Regions from separate parts of the Mus musculus genome. Here regions 2, 3, 4 and 5 are each linked to region 1. The links are chromatin contacts, called in public HiChIP or PLAC-seq and promoter capture Hi-C maps. All regions are on one chromosome and are shown on one strand. The core of a region is the stretch at or near the end of the contact, and the rest is flanking DNA. Distances in the headings are between cores, read along the strand shown.

Region 1 (3,248 bases), core at 414-2,913:
CCCAGCAAATACAGGAGACAAGGTGCTAAGAGCATCCAGATATTTCTTAATTCAGACCACATCCAGGTGGGAGGCAAGGAAGAAGACACACAAACAAATATCTACCATGGCCCTACACTAGGGACCCTAGATTGGCTGGGATTTGTGCATCCACCCGGTCCTCATCTTGTCCCTTTTGGCCCTAGCATGAGATTCTGTGATTCTGCTAGTTATTCTAGCCCCCAGTAAGCAGGATGATCTAACTGTGCTGATGGGGGTACCTATAGCTGGCCACACATTTCCAGTGTTGGAGGCTTCCCAGTGTTCCCTGCTCCCAACCACAAGAACATCTGGTGCATTGAGCGTGAAGCCACCAGAGGGCAGACGACACTATCTAGAAGGAAAAATCAGGCCCCTAAGAAGCCACCTGTTCAGTGGAACCTGAGAAAGGCTGTCAGGGTGGGGCAAACACAGAGCTCTAGGGTCCAGGGCCCAAAGAAGGAACCCAGGGTGTGGCTCCAAGATTCAGGGTGGACCCCCCACTGCCCCCTTGGAATGCATTACATAAAGCCTGGCTAGGGCTAAAGGTGGCTGTTGTCCAAGCAGGCAAGGCTGCCAAGGCCCTATCAGGGCCTCTACTGGAACTGGAGCAGGTGGCTGTCCAGGCTACACGTCCCTTCTCTGGGGACACATCGGCCAGCGGCTGCCCTGGTTCTGTGTTCCAGCGTAGGGGGCAGGGCCTTGGGATACCAGCTAGCAGCTGCCCGTGGTCCTTTATGTCTTGGGACAACCTAAGAACCTTTCCAGGTTTTACCACATGCTGGTAGGGTGAGGAACAACCTGGGAAAATGCTTGCCAGCAGGGGGCTCCAGAGGCTTCTGTGTCTTGGGGTAGGGGGAACTAACCGGAGGGGGGGGGTTGAGAGGGGGACGGGACAAGAAGGAAAACAACTGTCCCCGGAGAGACCCTTTACCAGAAGCATTATGGAAGGGTGGGGACAACAGGGAAAGATCCTTTCCCAGGTACAAGTTTAGTCCAGTGTAGGACAACCTGGGAACACGCTGACCAGCAGCAGGCTCTAGAGGCCCCTGCGTCTCGTGGTGGGGAGTTGCCTGGGCATGCGGCATACATTAGCAGTCCCTGATCCTGTAGCCTGTTGGAGGACAGCTTAGGGAGACCAGTCCCCGGGGTAAGGTCAGCACGTGCCCAACAAAAAAGGGAGGAGCCGCTTTGCACGAGGAGCCTGGGAGAGAGGCAGGCACAAAGAGGAAACTGAGGCTCTGCTCACCTTGAAGTAGCCGCCCTCATAGTAGGTGTTGGGGGGCCCGAAGATGGCCACCTCCCAGTTGTACAGGTCACCCTCGTCCACCAGCGTCACCCGGAAGCCCTCCACCGGCTCCTCCTGCAGCCCCTTCAGTTCCAGCAGCAGCGCCTTCTGCGAGCTTGGCACCAGCGGCCGGGCCATGGCGGTGGCGGCGGCGGCGACGGAGGGGCCCGGGGCCGGGCCGGGCCGCGGGACCGGCGCGAGCTCGCGAGACGGACCGGGTCGCGCGCCGGCAGGGGGAGAGCCGCCGCCTTCCTCCTCTGCACCGCCGCCGCCGCCGCCACCCGGGGACCCCGAAGGCTCCACTCGCTCTGGCGCCGCTGCCCGCCCGGCGCTCGCTTCGGCCCGGCCCGGCCCGCGCCTAACGCGCCTGCGCGCCGCAGCCGCCGGGCCTCGAATGCGCCTGCGCACCGGCTCCCGACCCCGAATGCGCCTGCGTGCCTCCTTCGGGCCCCGAAAGCGCTTGCGTGCCACACCCGGGCCTAGAGTGCGGCTGCGCGCCGCTGCTGCCGGGCCGGAAATGCACCTGCGCGCCACTGCCGGGTCTAGAATGCGCCTGTGCGACGCCTCCACCGGGTCCGGAATGTGTCTGCGCGCCCGCCCGCGGGGCACACCGGGAAGTGTAGTCGTCGTCCCCCGCCCTGCCGCGCAGGCGCCTTGCGTTTCCGAAGCTCCGGAGGCCGCCGTCGCCTCCGGCCGGAAGAGCTCCGCGGATGCCTGTGTGCGGGGTGGCCGGCAGGGCCGGGCTGCGCGCTGCGGAGTGGCAGCTGCGGCTTTGGGGGCCTTTTTTTGTGACGTTCAGGGGGCGTGGTTGTGGGTGGGGAATTGGGCGTGGCTTGTGCGGGAGCGGAGCAGGATCCGCCCCTGTTTCCCAGCATGAAGCGTTAGATGGCCCCATTTGGTCTCTATGGGCTCAGGTAGAAGCGCAGGGAATCAACGACTTGGGGTTTGCAGACGTGGCTTCCAGGAGGTGGAGTCTGAACCCCTTCAGACTGACCTTTGACCACACCCTAGTCTTGCTTAAATCGACCAGAAAGCAGTGGTGAGGCATAACCCAAAAGTTTACAGGATCCGGAACAGACACGCAAAGACCTTGAGGTTGTTCAGCACAGACACCCATAACTCCTTTCTTGGACATTTGGTCATTAGTATTGGTGGTGGCAGCATATTTAAGCTTTGCAGCAGGGTGTGTGTGTGGTGTACCCGTGACCTTTAGGGGTGGGTGGTTCTGTCCCTAGGCTGTACTGGCCACTCACCCTGACTGTGGGCGTTCTGGAGGACTACAGCTGCATCAACACTTGGGGCTGGGAAAGGGCAGCTCCCACCACAGGTGCTCCGACATCCTGTCATGTCGGGGATAGCAGGTAGACCTGTTTGGGGACAGGGAAACGGTGTCAAAGGTGGGGCTGGTTGATATGACCAGGGAAGAGCCCAGGGTCCAATGCCACTTCATGTGTGGCACTACCTTGGCTGTCCTCCCCCTGGGAGCCCTAGACTCTTGGGCTAGAAGTCTTTCTGGTCACGCTCTTTTCCAAGGACTTCCAGAAGTATCTGCCCCTGTTGTGCATGTCACACTGCCCATCTTACACTGTCACCTAGTTGTCAGCACATAGCAAGTAGCTCAGGTTTTCCTGTGTGTCTGAGATGACCACTCCCACAGCCTGCACTTAGGAAGCCCTTGATGTATAAACGGACAGGGTGCCCCTCCCTTCAGGTGGAACATACTTCTCCCTACTCCCAGGCGAGCCTGCACCTGGGCTTCAAAGATATCGTGAATGCTGGGTATTGAGCATCTGGGAAGGGTGTTGGCCTGGCTTCTGGTGACTGGGGTCATCTACCTTGACATGTTAGGACATGGATGTCATGATCCAAGTCCCCAGTCACAGACCTTGGTCATCTGATGAGGATAATCCAGGTCTCCTCACAGCAAGGGGACATCCAGTCA
Region 2 (3,248 bases), core at 503-3,002, 2.9 Mb before region 1:
TCTGCCCAGCTCTAGTGCTTTTAAGCCTATTATAAAAATCGAAAGAACTTTGTGTCTTATATTTGGGAACTAAATGATCTGAGGTGAGGTAGAAACCCCCAAATGATATTTACTGCAACACACACAGCTCCAGGGAGCTGGCAGTGTGGACCGTGAAGGAACACCACATACACATCTGCTGCTGACAGCGCTACACGGAGAATGCACACTTACCCGTGCGTTAGCTCCTACATGCAGAGTGCAGGAAGACTTTAGGACTAGTCAGAATTTCCAGTTCCTGCTGGGCCTGGGAGGAAAGGCCCATAACCCCAGCCATCTGAGAGGCTGAGGCATGAGGCTCATGAATTTAAGGTCCACCGGAGCTACAGAGTGAAGCCAAGGGTAGCCAAGGCAACACAGCAAGACCTTTCAAAATAACGAGTAAGAAGATGGCTGAGGGACATGACTCAGTGGTAAGCTTGCTTAGCACACTGGAGGCTCTGGGCTCAATCCCCAACCACACACTCCCAAATAATAATAAAAATCTGGGTTCATTTTTAAATCATTTCAGTAGTATGACATCAAGGTCTTACACACACACACTATTTAGTCTTGGGTTAGAGAGAGAGAGAGACAGACCACACACACGTACACACACATGTAATATTGTGCCTCTTTTTGTTAATGATTCACTATTGCATCCATTCAGCATGTATTTATGTAGACTCCAGTTCAACCTATCAGTTCTACAAACCCCTCTGAAAGTTGGGCCGGCATATTTCCCACTTTCACCAGCAGGTCCCTGGCACCCTGTAGTTGGTAAAGGCTTTAAGATAGGTCTACCTGTCCTGTGAGTAGAGGCCCTTCTGCAGTGTCCCTTGGATCTTTGAGTGGTAAACCAGACTTTCATTTCAACTCCCATGGACTGCCATCAGCCCCCGTCAATCTGCTCAAAGATGTACCATAATACAGCCGTCGAGTGGGAAGGCGGGCTGAAGACAGAATCTCTTGCCTAAGTTCAATGTCCATTTGCCACTTAGAGGCAAGCTAATTCTTCGCCAGGCAGGGCTAATACCTAAATCTCCATTCCTTTTACCTGCGAAGACCTTGCCATTTTGTTTTTCTTAGCTTTCTGCGAAGAGTCTAAATCCCCAAACCTATACTTTGTCAGGCCCGCCCTGACATCCCCATTACCACTAAGGGACAATTTTAAAGACCATCCCAGAATGAAAGACATCTACAGATTGACTTCTTAGCGTGTTATACACACTCCACAGCAATAGTATCTATCCCGCGAGGATGAGAAGGACCCCGCAGCAACCGCGGCCACAGGGTACCCGCTTCGCCTTTACAGTCCACGGTGACGGAGGGTGAAGAACCGCGCGGGCGGAGGCTGCGGCCGGGCACACACCACCTTTTAAAGCTCGCGGGTACGGGAGGCAGAGGACGTGCGCGGACCTGGGAGGGGGGGGGGACGTGTGGGGAGCGGGGAGGTCCCCACTGCGCACGCGCAAGCCGGCCTTTGTGCGGGCCGCGGCCCTGACCGACCCCAGCCGCGAGCGCCCGCGTTACCTGCGCGCGGCCTCTGCGTCCATGGCGGCGCCGCCGAGGGTACGGCCACTCCTGCCGAGCCCACGGGCGCCCGCTCTGCCGCTCAGCGCGCGGACTCACCACAGGATCGGGGCGGCCGGTGGATGGACGGCGCTGGCCTCGGCCCCTCCCACGCTGCTACATCACCGCGGCGAGTCCCCAGCGCACTTCCGTCCCCCTCCGAGGAGGCCGGCGGCCTCGCCATCACGTGATGCTGGCCAGGCCAATGGCGTGTCCTTTTCGGGGCGCCCCGACCGCCGCTTAGCCTTTCGGGAAACGTGGATCTCGGCGAGGATGGGGAGCGCCCGGCTGACGTCAGCTTTTGTGGGCTCTAAGTTTCCTTGAAGGTGTGGGTTAAGGGTGATGGCCTTTAGGATGTATTATGCGTGGTGGCAAATTCATGTCTTTTCACCTCAAATTTTGTGCGGATTAAAAGCTACCTGACTTGGGGCTCACAGAGCCTGAGCTACCAACCAGGGAGCTTTCAGGAGCTGGACCTAGACCCCTCTACACGTTTGTAGCAAATGTGAAGCTTGGTGTCCGTGTGAGTCCCCTACAAGTGGAACAGGGGCTGTCTAGGTCTCTGTTCCTTGCCAGTGGACCCAGCGCGGACTGGGGGAAGAGGACTGCGTGTTTCCTCAGTGGGAAAGGATGTGCCTACACTTGCTGAGATTAGATGTACCAGAGTCTTACCCAAGTGGGGCTTCCTCTTCTCTGAGAAGAGAAGGGGGCAGGATTTGTAAGCGTGGGACTGGGTGGGGGTGGGGCTGTGAACGGGACGTAAAGTTAATTAAATTAAAATGAAAACAACCACCCCCTCCCCCGCAACTATGTGTCTTGGCTGGGCGACCCAGCATTTGCATAGACAGTGGCAGGCAGAACTAAGTTCGAGGCTGGCCTGGTTTATAGAGCGAGTTTCAGGACAGGCAATACTACACAGAGAAACTCCGTCGTGAAAAACTAAAATGATAATTATAATAATGATAAATAAATATTGTGCCTTACACAAAACAACATTCTTTCTTTTCAATTGTCTTTCTTGTCAATTCCTGTGATGAGGAGTAGGGCTGATTGGAACTGGAAAACCTAAGATTGGAAGCCACCAATGTTTGGGCCTCAGTTTACTAATCTGTAAGGGGAAGCTCTTGGTAGATTACAAAGATTTCCATAAACAGTTGTCTACGTTGGAGATGGACAAACACTCGCCTAGATGCTAGATGCATCTCTGCTTTAGAACCTTAGACAGCAATCTCACCTCGATTTCTCGGAGGTTCTTTTGGTTTTTGAGATAATTACAAAACTGTGTACCCCTGACTTGGCTTAGAGCTTTGCAGCTGTAGTCCAGGCTGGCCTCAACCTGAGGCAAGTCTCCTGTTCACTCTCTTGCATACTGACTGGGATTACAGGGCATGTATCACCATACTTGACTTTCGGAGGTTCTAAGAGTTTGTTTGTTTTTTTTTTTTAGATTTATTTATTTATTTATTTATTTATGTGAGTACACTGTAGCTGTCTTCAGACACTCCAGAAGAGAGCAGTCAGATCTCATTACAGATGGTTGTGAGCCACTATGTGGTTGCTGGGATTTGAACTCAGGACCTTTGAAAGAGCAGTCAGTGTTCTTAACCGCTGAGCCATCTCTCCAGCCCCAAGAGTTTTCATTTAATTTCTTTTCAATG
Region 3 (3,248 bases), core at 501-3,000, 2.6 Mb after region 1:
AGACTGCCTGGGGCAGTTTATGACACTCTACTGGAGGTAACATCACTGCCACATAGTTAGTGTCCAGCTCTGACACAATACCCTCTTTCTCTAGCTCAGAGCCCAGGCTGCTCTTCCTAACAAAGCTAGGTTCAGCTCTATTCAGCCAAAGGAAAGATGAGGGGGAATCCTGTTCTCTACATATTGGAACTGAGTATGGAAGGAAGCTCATGGCTTGCGGGCCTCACAGTGGACCAGGACTCCATATGCCCTGAGCATCCTGTGGCTTCTTAACTTGCAACCTCTTCCAGGCAACTGAAAGAAATTCTTGGCAGCCCGGGTGGGTTGTAGTGTCGGGGAGGGGCACTACACAGTCCTTTCTGACCAGCCTAGCACCCGTGTGAGAGATGGGGGTAGGGGTGGAGGTGGGTAAGAAGTGTGGAATACAACTGTTCACAAACTTCTTTCCAAGGCCCACTTTCTTTTTATCTTGAAACAGGAAGGTTCCTTTTAATTAAGGAAGGGGGGAAAACAAACGCCAATGCCCTTCTCCCATTGTGGTGGCTGAGTGTTGACTGTATCTTTGCCACTGGCTCAAATGCCCAGAATCAATCTCTTTCCTCAGCCCCAGTGCCTTGTTGGAAGGCACACATCCGGCTCCCTAGCCCGGAGAATGTGTCAGGCTCTGCAAAGTCAGAGGCTCTGTGCCCTGCTGAGTCCATCTGAGCAGCTCCCGGAGTCCTTGAGTCTCACTGGGAGGAGGCTACTTCTTAACAGTCAGGCAAGCAAGTCTAAGGATTTAGTCTATCCTCTCCACTGAGAGAAGGCCCACAAACATCTTCTAGCCCCCTGAGGTTCCGACCAACATCGTGAAGACAGGGAAGTTAGGATGGGAACACTCACCGGGTGAGGAGTCACGTCAATATGGTTTATTCCTAGGCTATTAGCCAAGTCTAGTATCCCTGTCACAGAGATGCTGGAAGTACAGAAAAGACTGGCTACTACAGGCAGCCTGTACAAGCTGCAGATTCCACCTGTTCCAAAGGGAAGTTGTTAACAGTTGTCAGGGTGCCTACAACCTCTGAGCTAAACAATGAGCCTTGGAGGCGCGCCACGTCCAGGGCGTGGGCAGTGGGGTTTCCTTGCAGGCAACACGTGCTCTAAAGTCGCTGGGGCAGGCGCACGTGGTGATTCCTGACCTGAGGAAGATACTTTGAAAGCAAAAGAACTCCGTTCCAGAGGAATGACAAGGAGAGAAATGGCGCTCAAAGGTCCCACTAGGCAGCCTGGGGATTTATCCTCCCGACGGTTCTGCAACCATGAGCCCAGGATGCGGGCCAGCACTCAGACTCTTGCCCCGAGGCTCGTAACGCTGAGGTCCTCACCTATACTCTGTATTCACAGAAGGACCCTGACACCCCACAGATACTAGCCCGTGTCCCACACCTATCCTACTGCCCCTATGCATCCCAAAGACTTCTGCTTGTCTTCCACCCAGCAGACCCCGCATGCGCCTTCCGCACGCTACAAACCCTGCCTGGAGCTTTGTAGTCGCGCCAAGGACTCCGCGGTCCTCTGTAGTGGAGAATTCAGCCCGCTTTCGTCTTCAGGACACCGGAAGGAACAGAACCGTACCTTGCACTACCCCGTGGCTCCCCAGGCACGCATAGAATGGATTCCTAGCTCTGCGTCCCACAGGCCTGTGGCTGATTCAACGCGCACACGCAGACTACAACACCCAAAAACCCGCGCGTAGGCTCAAGGGCCGCATGGAGAGGCGTGGTTACCTGACTGACCACGCCCCGAAGGAGTGGCCAGCGTGGTAGACAGGAGGCGCAGCCGCAGAACTTCCAGGAGGCGGGGCAAACACCTGGCTACACCCGCAGCTACTTCCACAGGGGGTTCATGCACGCGCCCTCTACACTTGGAGATTTACTACCGGGTGGGTCTTGTGGTTCCCTGAGGAGCGGACGACCGGTGGCGCGTCTGCTAGCCTGTGCCCTAAGAACCTACATCTCTAGACTCCAGGCCCCCTTCAGTACGCTCGCCCAGTGTTCGGGCTCCTGTGCTTCCTCCTCAAGCCGACCCTCTCTGTCCGCCTCTCCAATAAGTCCCTTCTTCCCCGCCCCCTTCCATCCCGTCTCCTCTTCACCCAACCCCTGGGCCCCGCAGCCCGCCTGAGCCCCTTTACGAGCCCCCTACCCGTCCAGCGCTTGACCGGGTCTCAGCTCACAGCAGATTGCTTGATCTGATCGAGCACAGAGGTGACCGCCCGGCCTAAGACCAAGCAAGGCCCCTCCCCGGGTCCGCCCCTGACCCCTGCTGGCCTGCAGAAGTCTGCGCTGGCTCTGTCCGGCTCCTCTTGAGACGAGCGCCCCGCGACCACCTGCTAAAGCATTCCAGGCACCAAGGCATTGACCGCTAGATATAGACTGCACCAGCTGTGCACGCCCTTCGTTTGGGTATCAGCGTCTTTAGGTTCCAAGGGCACCGACGGATTGCGCTGAGCTATGCATGGAGACCCCCTACACACACACACACACACACACACACACACACACACACACACAAAACCTTACTCACCTTGTATCAACCTACTTGACTGTTAACAGGGACAGAAGTCTGGCCTAAGCGTTTTAGGCCCCACCCCACCCTCCTTCACCACCAATCCCCCAATCTTTCAAACTCTCACCCCAGCAGGGATGTTCAGCTGATGCTCAGCAGGTGGAGGCTGCTAGCAGCCTGAGGTGGGTTGGGAGAGGGCGGGGCTCCCTGAAACCAGCCTCTTTCCTCCTGATGGGTTTTGGCGGAGTACTTGCGAGGGCAGCAAAGTAGAACGAATGGAGAGGGGCATGGGTCCAAAGAGGAATGGCCGACCAGCAACTCTGGTTTAATAGATTCCCAAGGTGGTGGGGTGCCGGGAGGTTAGACTATAGGTATGGTCATCTATACGAATGGGGTCCCAGGTGTGAGAACCCAGTCTCCACACCAGCACGGCTCCTCCCCAGCCCATGGGGGCCACACCCCTCTGGACTTGGGCCTTCTTGGTACATGCAAAGGTGCTGGCCACCTAGTTGCTATACAAGGGAATCAGGAAGCTAGAGTGCTTCTCTGGCCAGAGATGTGGAAAGCAATGGCGGGCCTCATGGCACGTTTGGAAAACGCACTGGCTCCTCTCTACAAGTTGGCAGCAGGCATGCATGCGCTCTTGGGGCTGGCTGCTACCCCCACCTCCTGCCTGGGAAATCTGCAGGACCCTTGCCATTAAC
Region 4 (3,248 bases), core at 550-3,049, 2.4 Mb before region 1:
GGCATAGTTACATGAGGTTTTTCAGAAAAACTAATGTGCTTGAGAAAAGTAATGAAAAGGCTTTGGATTATGTATTACTGCATAACAAGGAAGTGTGTAACCAATAAAAGCCTGAGATGAACTCAGAGAGAAAAAGAAAAGACAAACCAGAAAGCTGTCTCTGAGCTCAGCTTCTGAACAACTATGAGTCACCTGTCAGCTTGAGCCTGCATCATTGCCTGAGACTCTTGACTTCACACTGGTCCAATCCTCCCATTCTCAAGAACCCCAAAACAACTGAGGCTGGTCCTCAGCAATTGTTCCTAGCCACAAAAGTACAAATGATCTTGACTGGTGGCCATGGTGGCACCAAACACAGTGGGGTAAGCACTATTATATCAATCATTAATCAGGAGAATACCCTACACATTTGCCCACAGGCCAGTCTGACTCTAGCTTGTGTCAAACAGACCGAGTCTCAAACAGTACCTCTGAGACATCTCCCAACTCCCAAACACAAGACTTTTAACAAACCTCAATCACCTTAACCCTCAGTTTTCAGCCTGTGAAATGGGCACACTCACATGCAAATTTTTCAAAGTCTGTCAAGTTTAAGACAGAAGAGATGGCTCAGCAACTAAGACTTCTGCTCTAGTGGAAGAGCTGGGTTTGGTTCCCAGCACTAACATGGTGGTAAAAAATTATTCCTAGATCCTGGTGGCGACATCTAATGGCCTCTTTGGTCTTCTATGGACACCAAACACCCAACTGATAAACACAAATACAAGAAAGCCAAACACTTGTGTACAAGAAACAAATGTAGTAAATTAAAAGTACAGATCCCCATATCTCTTATATGTCACCATGGATAAAATGGCCAGAAATACACAGAAGTGGGACAAATATCGGTTGCCAAAACTATAAATATATAATAAAAAAAAAAAAATCAACGAATTCAATCAAAGGAGAGAAATTGCAAGATTGTAGACAAGAAGTCTCAGTATTATTGCAGGACACAATCTGAGCTATGGATTCAACAAACGTCCACTAAAGAGTCTAACGATTTCTGCAATGAACGACAGAAAGCCGATGACAAAAGGTCAGCATGAAAGAAAACATGAACACACAAGGCTGAATAAACAGCACAGTGACACCGTCTGGCTTCTAAGTTACCCTACACCTGCGATAAAGACTGTGCTGTTTGAGAAAGAAAGAGACCAACAAAACACGAGAGAGCACTCAGAAACAGCAACACAGTTAATGTAGGTAACCCAGTAAGTCTGGTCTTACACATGGGATTGGACCACGGTGGCATCTGCATGCGAATGTGTTAATAGCACAGACTTTACACCTGCGCAGAATTCACTGGAGATGGAGCCCACACCTGAATGGCAAATGCCAAGTGAAGAACTTCTAGAAGACTCTAGAGAAACTAGAGCTCTGCAAGTCAGAAAATCTGGCTACCGTGAAACCCGCGCATGCGCGTGCACTGAATGGTGCTTTGCACTTTGCGGACAGCAGGTCCGGCGTCCCAAGTTGTACGCAGGCGCAGAGAGGGGAACTAAGTCGATCAGAGGTCCCGCCTCCGCCTGGGAGATGAGGGGACCTCAGGGGGAACAAAGGGAATCACACCGGGCCCCGCGTCTCGCCGCCGGTTCCCGCACCCCGGGCTCCCGCAGATCCTCCCCGCGTGGGGACGGCGGCCCCGCTCACCATGGTGCGGATTCCGGGCTCACCCACTCTCCTCACAGCTCCTAGCAGCAGTTGAAAAAGCAGCACACAGAACCACAAGAGCTTCCCTAAGACTCACAGTCAAACCTGCAGCATGGTGGCGGAAGTGCCCGCCTCCGTTCTGACTGGCAGTCCGAATCCAGGCTCTGATTGGTTAATAAGGCCTCTGTGACAGGCGCTAACACTCTAGAGTCAAGAGTGCCTTACAGGGACAATGCACAGTGGTTTGCAGGGACAGAACTTTCCCAGAGCTGTGGAGATTGGCATTGCAGCTGAACTTGTGCCTGGATTGCAAAGTCATTCCGGCACTTCTCCTTCACACAGTAGGTATTTCCCCTTCTTCCTCCTGGGCACAGAATGTTAGGTCCTACAACCAGGGATAAAAAACTAAGGTGGGTACTTTATCAGCGCAGAGGCTGTCTGTCAACTTCTCCCTGCATCCCTCAGTCCATACTGCTTACAGAGTTGGCTGGCATGCCCCGACCCTACCCTGAACTTCTACAGCCCTGCTTCCCACAGCGGCCCTTCCCTTTATAATCCAACCATTTAGATTACCTAGGGGTGGGGATGTATTTTTATTTTTCATCTACCCTTTACATTCCCGATCTCTTGGTCTGCCTGAGAGGCTATTGATGGAGCCTAGTTGGAGCACAAGACCAGAGCATACTGGAGAGCCCAAAACCAAGGGATGATCACCAAGAACAGCGCAGAGTGCTACAGAGGGCAGAGCTGGAGATATGACTCAAGCCCTTTGGAGGAGCCCAGAAGATAATGTGTGTGGATCCCCAACATTGGAACAAGAAGGTGTGAAGTTGAAGTTGCCTCGGAGACTATATTAGAGATGCCAGAGCCATAGAATACCTGCCAAGGAAAACTGCTAATAGGAAGTGGAGCCAGCCAAGAGAAAGAATTGTGTTTCAGTCACCAAAGCTGAAAGGAGTTAGAGATTAGACATGAAAATGCAGAGTTTGGCGTTTCCCCAGCTGATTTCTGGTCTGGCTTTGGTCCAGTATTTCCTCACTATAATTTTGGACTGGTCATGTGCATCCTGTGATGTTGAAAATACACAATTTCCATTATGATTGAGATTTTTTTTCAGGTGATTACAGTTAAGAGATTGCATAAGTCTCAGAAGAGACTCTGAACTTTGGACTTTTAAACATTGTTGAGACTATGATATACTATGGGGACTTTTGCATTGTGGCTATGATGGCCCCTATAGACTTGTGTGTTTAAACAAGGATGTAAGGCCAGGAAATGGAATGTGGTGGTTTGAATGTGCTTGGCCCATGGGGATTGGCACGACTCAGGTGTGTCAATGTTGGGGTAGGTATGGCCTTGGAAGATGTGTGGCACTTAGCGAGGTGGGTGTTGAGGCTCCTATGGTCAAGCTTCATCCAGTGTGGGAGACTGCCTCCTCGTGGCTACCTAGGGAAGACAGCCTGTCCTGTACTGGGTACAATCAGATCAAGATGTAGAACTCTTGGCTCCTTCAACACCTTGACTGCCTGCTCACTGCTATGCTCCTACCATGATGA
Region 5 (3,248 bases), core at 317-2,816, 2.2 Mb after region 1:
GTATGTAACCTCTGAGTGACCGAGTGCACTTGGAAGCATTTGGGAACCTCAGGCAGGTCTGACTCATGTCCAAAGGGGGAGAGATGTGAATAAAGTAGCTGAGTCAGAACCTGCACCTCCCTACAGAGTCACCCCACCAGGGCTCCATGTAGCTCCACACACACATTCAACACCCCACACCCCTATCCCCAGCCCTACCACCTGCAGAGAACCACCTGCACCTGAGTGATGATAGATTGTAGCTAGCGGGAGCCTCAGTAGTCTCCACGGCTCACTCCTCATGGGAGTGAGTTTTGAAGGGAATTTTGAGTCATTATTGACTGCAGACATTTGGAGTTTGCAGAGCCAGTCAGCCCACCCTCTCATTTCCCCAGAGTTCAGTGGCCTCCCCAGTTCACACCCTTTCTCCATAGAGAGCAGAAGGCTTCCTCCCAAGCTGTGTATCAAAGATAGCCCCCGGCCCCCTGCAGCACTTCCTGCAAAGGATGATTGCATGGTTCCTCCACAATCGCAGTGAACACAATTCACCCCAGCCTAATGCATGCCTGCGGCAAGACTGTGTCCACATATGTCAACAGAGAAATGTTGGAGAAAGGAGGAGATAGGAAACTTGGGCCTCTCCAGCCCTAACTAACCCTCAGGACTTGCTCATTTTACTCCTGCTTATGGCAGCAGTCAACAATCTCTCATCTGCTCACTCACTGGTGGATGTAGAAAGGGTGTCTGTCACCTGACACCTTCCCCCTATCTGGGATATGACCCTGTGGTTGCTGGCCCCAGGCCTGGCCACTATGGTATGTGGGTGGGATTCTTGGGTAGAGGACTTCCTTATTATCTGCTATGCTGTAAGCTGGGCTGGGCATTTTGGAGCCCAGGTTCCAGAGACTTGCAGGGTAGACTGAGAATCACCCCCCCCCCCACACACACATACACACTCCCCACACGCCATTTTAAAGCAGATGGGGACAATGGACATCTCAGCAGCTCCTTCTCTTGCTCATTACCTCCAATCTGACACTCACCTTCATGACCATAAGTATCTACTTCCATTCATAGTAGGTGGGTGTCAGTATGTGACCCCTTCCCTCCCACAATCTGTCCCAGCCACCTCCACCACCACCCCTACCCCTTATCATAGCTGACCTTCCTCAGTCCCGGGCATCCACGACTATCACAGAGAGAGAATCAACACAGTCGGCTGCCTGCTGACCCACAGTTACAGATGTTCCCAGCGCTCCTGAAACTCTGCTCAGCTGTGGTACCAGGCCTCCCATCCCTGGACGTCAGTCAGGAGAGTCTGAATAGCCAGAAGCCACATGTACAAGACCATTTTTTTGACAGATAGGCAAGGTGAGAGATGGGGAAAGGCCACCAGTGCCTGTCGGGCTGGAGTCATAAAGAGAAATTCCACCGGAAGAGCCCACTTCTGAGGTGTTTCCCATAAGAGCTACCTGAACACAGGAGCCCTGCACTCACCCCCTCTCAGTCCCAGGAAGCCTCCACTCCGAGAATCTGACTGGAGATGTCTTTGCCTACTTCTTGCCAGCTGGCTGTGTGGTTGTGTCTAAAGAACACAGCCGCTGAGGCCCCCCCGCCTGACACTTCCTGTTCTAAGTCAGCGCCCAGGAGGAAGTTGAGTGACATTTGGCTGATTGGCCCACATGTGGGTATCACCTCAGCCCCTTTACACGTGGGACGTTAGAGAAGAGACACTGAGAGAGGGAGGGGCTTGTAGGCGATGACAAGCTTTTACGGCAAGAGTGGAGGGGCTACTGTTGGAAGCAGCAGCCATTGATAGCATCGAGGGGCTCTCTCACATGTCAAGAAGAGGTAGGGATTCATGGACCAGCAGGCGGAAGCAGAGGCTGATTGTGTGGGTTCTCAGTCTGGGAGAAGGACCCAGCTACAAGTGGATGGGCTGAGGTGGTAGCCCACTCGAGGAAGCAGGCGAATGGGAAGAAGGAGGCAGGGGAAGGTCCTGGGCAGAGAAATGGGGCAGAGTGGGGCATGGAGGGATGTGTTAAGTAACACTGTAGGAGCTCAATCACAAAGTTAGTGGTGAACAAAACCCCACCTGACTAGTTGCAAGAGGAGAGAGGGCAGAAAGAGAGACACCAAAGGGAGTTGGGAACCTTTAGCATAAGATTTGAGATGTCAGCCTTGTTGAGAAACAGTTAATTCTTTCCGCAACAATGTTTCATGGTTACATCCCACTACCTGCATCTTTAGAGTTACATGCTGAAATGCTCGCAAATGGTAGAAAAACATGGCAGATTTTCTTCCTTGTAATCAGGATGGGGGTTGGAGGTGGGTGTGGATACAAGACAGAGGCCAGGAGGTGACCACAGCGGAGGGTTGGGGGGGGGGGTGTTGGCTGAAGACCTGGGTGTTCATGTGTTACTCTTTCTTCGTGTAGTATGCTTGGTAGAATTTTTAAAGACATAGTTACATGAAGATAAAGCTGTGGAGTGGGGACATCAGCTATGCAGGACATCCTGGTGATAATGGTTGAGAGGGTTACAAGAAGTTAATAGCCCTGAACCTTTATGCATATTTTCTATATCTTCTCACAGTTGAAAAAAAATGTGCAAAAGATGCCAACTGTTGAAAGAACATTGTTGGAAAGCAGGTGTATCAGTTCACACTTGTAATACCAGAATGTAGGATGCTGATGCGGGAGGACCACTGGCTCAGTGGTTAAGAGCACTGACTGCTCTTCCAGAGATCCTGAGTTCAAATCCCAGCAACCACATGGTGGCTCACAACCATCTGTAATTGGATCCGATGACCTCTTCTGGTGTGTCTGAAGATAGCTACAGTGTACTCATGTACATAAAAAAAACAAATACATCTTTTTTTTAAAAAAAAAAAAAAAAAAGGAGGACCGCTGTGAATTCAAGACCAGCCAGGCAGAACTGTAAGATCCTAGCTCATAAAGGACGGGGAACGGGGGACAAAAGTCAAGAATGAAAGACCTGCACATACTTGTAGAAAATACTAACAAACACCACCAAATATCAGAAAGGCATAGTTCAGAGGCCAGGGAGATAGCTCAGAGGGTAAAGTGCTTGCAACACAAACTTGATGACGTGAGCTCAGCACCCCATTGGGCATGCGCAAAGCTGGGTGTGGCTGTGTGTGCCTGGTACTCCAGAGCTGGAGATATGGACTATTGTCCTCTTGGATCTTTGATGCTCACTGGTCAGCCAGTCTAGCTCATCGGTAAGCTCTGAGCTCAGCAAAGAGAT

The links. Promoter capture Hi-C pulls out the DNA fragments that hold promoters and counts their contacts. HiChIP or PLAC-seq counts read pairs in DNA pulled down with a chosen protein or histone mark.
Region 2: a promoter capture Hi-C map of liver shows a contact between it and region 1, with 4 times the contacts expected there. The contact joins the promoter of Tdg here to the promoter of Cdc34 in region 1. A contact is called at or near these places in 3 of 39 promoter capture datasets (hippocampal neurons, liver and pre-B cells), 2 of 484 Hi-C or Micro-C datasets (B cells and muscle stem cells) and 1 of 9 other capture datasets (liver).
Region 3: a promoter capture Hi-C map of pre-B cells shows a contact between it and region 1, with 3 times the contacts expected there. The contact joins the promoter of Slc19a1 here to the promoter of Cdc34 in region 1. A contact is called at or near these places in 2 of 39 promoter capture datasets (the C10 cell line and pre-B cells).
Region 4: a promoter capture Hi-C map of liver shows a contact between it and region 1, with 4 times the contacts expected there. The contact joins the promoter of Zfp873 here to the promoter of Cdc34 in region 1. A contact is called at or near these places in 2 of 39 promoter capture datasets (hippocampal neurons and liver) and 1 of 9 other capture datasets (liver).
Region 5: an H3K27ac HiChIP or PLAC-seq map of bone marrow-derived dendritic cells shows a contact between it and region 1, with 6 times the contacts expected there. The contact joins the promoter of Itgb2 here to the promoter of Cdc34 in region 1. A contact is called at or near these places in 1 of 39 promoter capture datasets (pre-B cells) and 1 of 115 datasets of contacts at active chromatin or transcription factors (bone marrow-derived dendritic cells).

The regions. Positions count from the first base shown.
Region 1 is chr10:79,680,610-79,683,857 of GRCm38.p6, reverse strand. It overlaps Cdc34 (cell division cycle 34), which reads right to left and starts at 1,663. Exons shown (of 5, transcript NM_177613.2): 1 at 1,268-1,663. The coding sequence starts at 1,444.
Region 2 is chr10:82,628,342-82,631,589 of GRCm38.p6, reverse strand. Tdg (thymine DNA glycosylase) reads right to left here and starts at 1,752. Exons shown (of 10, transcript NM_172552.4): 1 at 1,552-1,752. The coding sequence starts at 1,574.
Region 3 is chr10:77,031,714-77,034,961 of GRCm38.p6, reverse strand. It overlaps Slc19a1 (solute carrier family 19 (folate transporter), member 1), which reads right to left and starts at 1,750. Exons shown (of 6, transcript NM_031196.3): 1 at 1,615-1,750.
Region 4 is chr10:82,046,674-82,049,921 of GRCm38.p6, reverse strand. Zfp873 (zinc finger protein 873) reads right to left here and starts at 1,799. Exons shown (of 4, transcript NM_001319203.1): 1 at 1,693-1,799. The coding sequence starts at 1,695. Gm46195 (a long non-coding RNA gene) reads left to right here and starts at 1,874. Exons shown (of 2, transcript XR_001779681.1): 1 at 1,874-2,033; 2 at 2,336-3,248.
Region 5 is chr10:77,528,688-77,531,935 of GRCm38.p6, reverse strand. It overlaps Itgb2 (integrin beta 2), which reads right to left and starts at 1,566. Exons shown (of 16, transcript NM_008404.5): 1 at 1,477-1,566.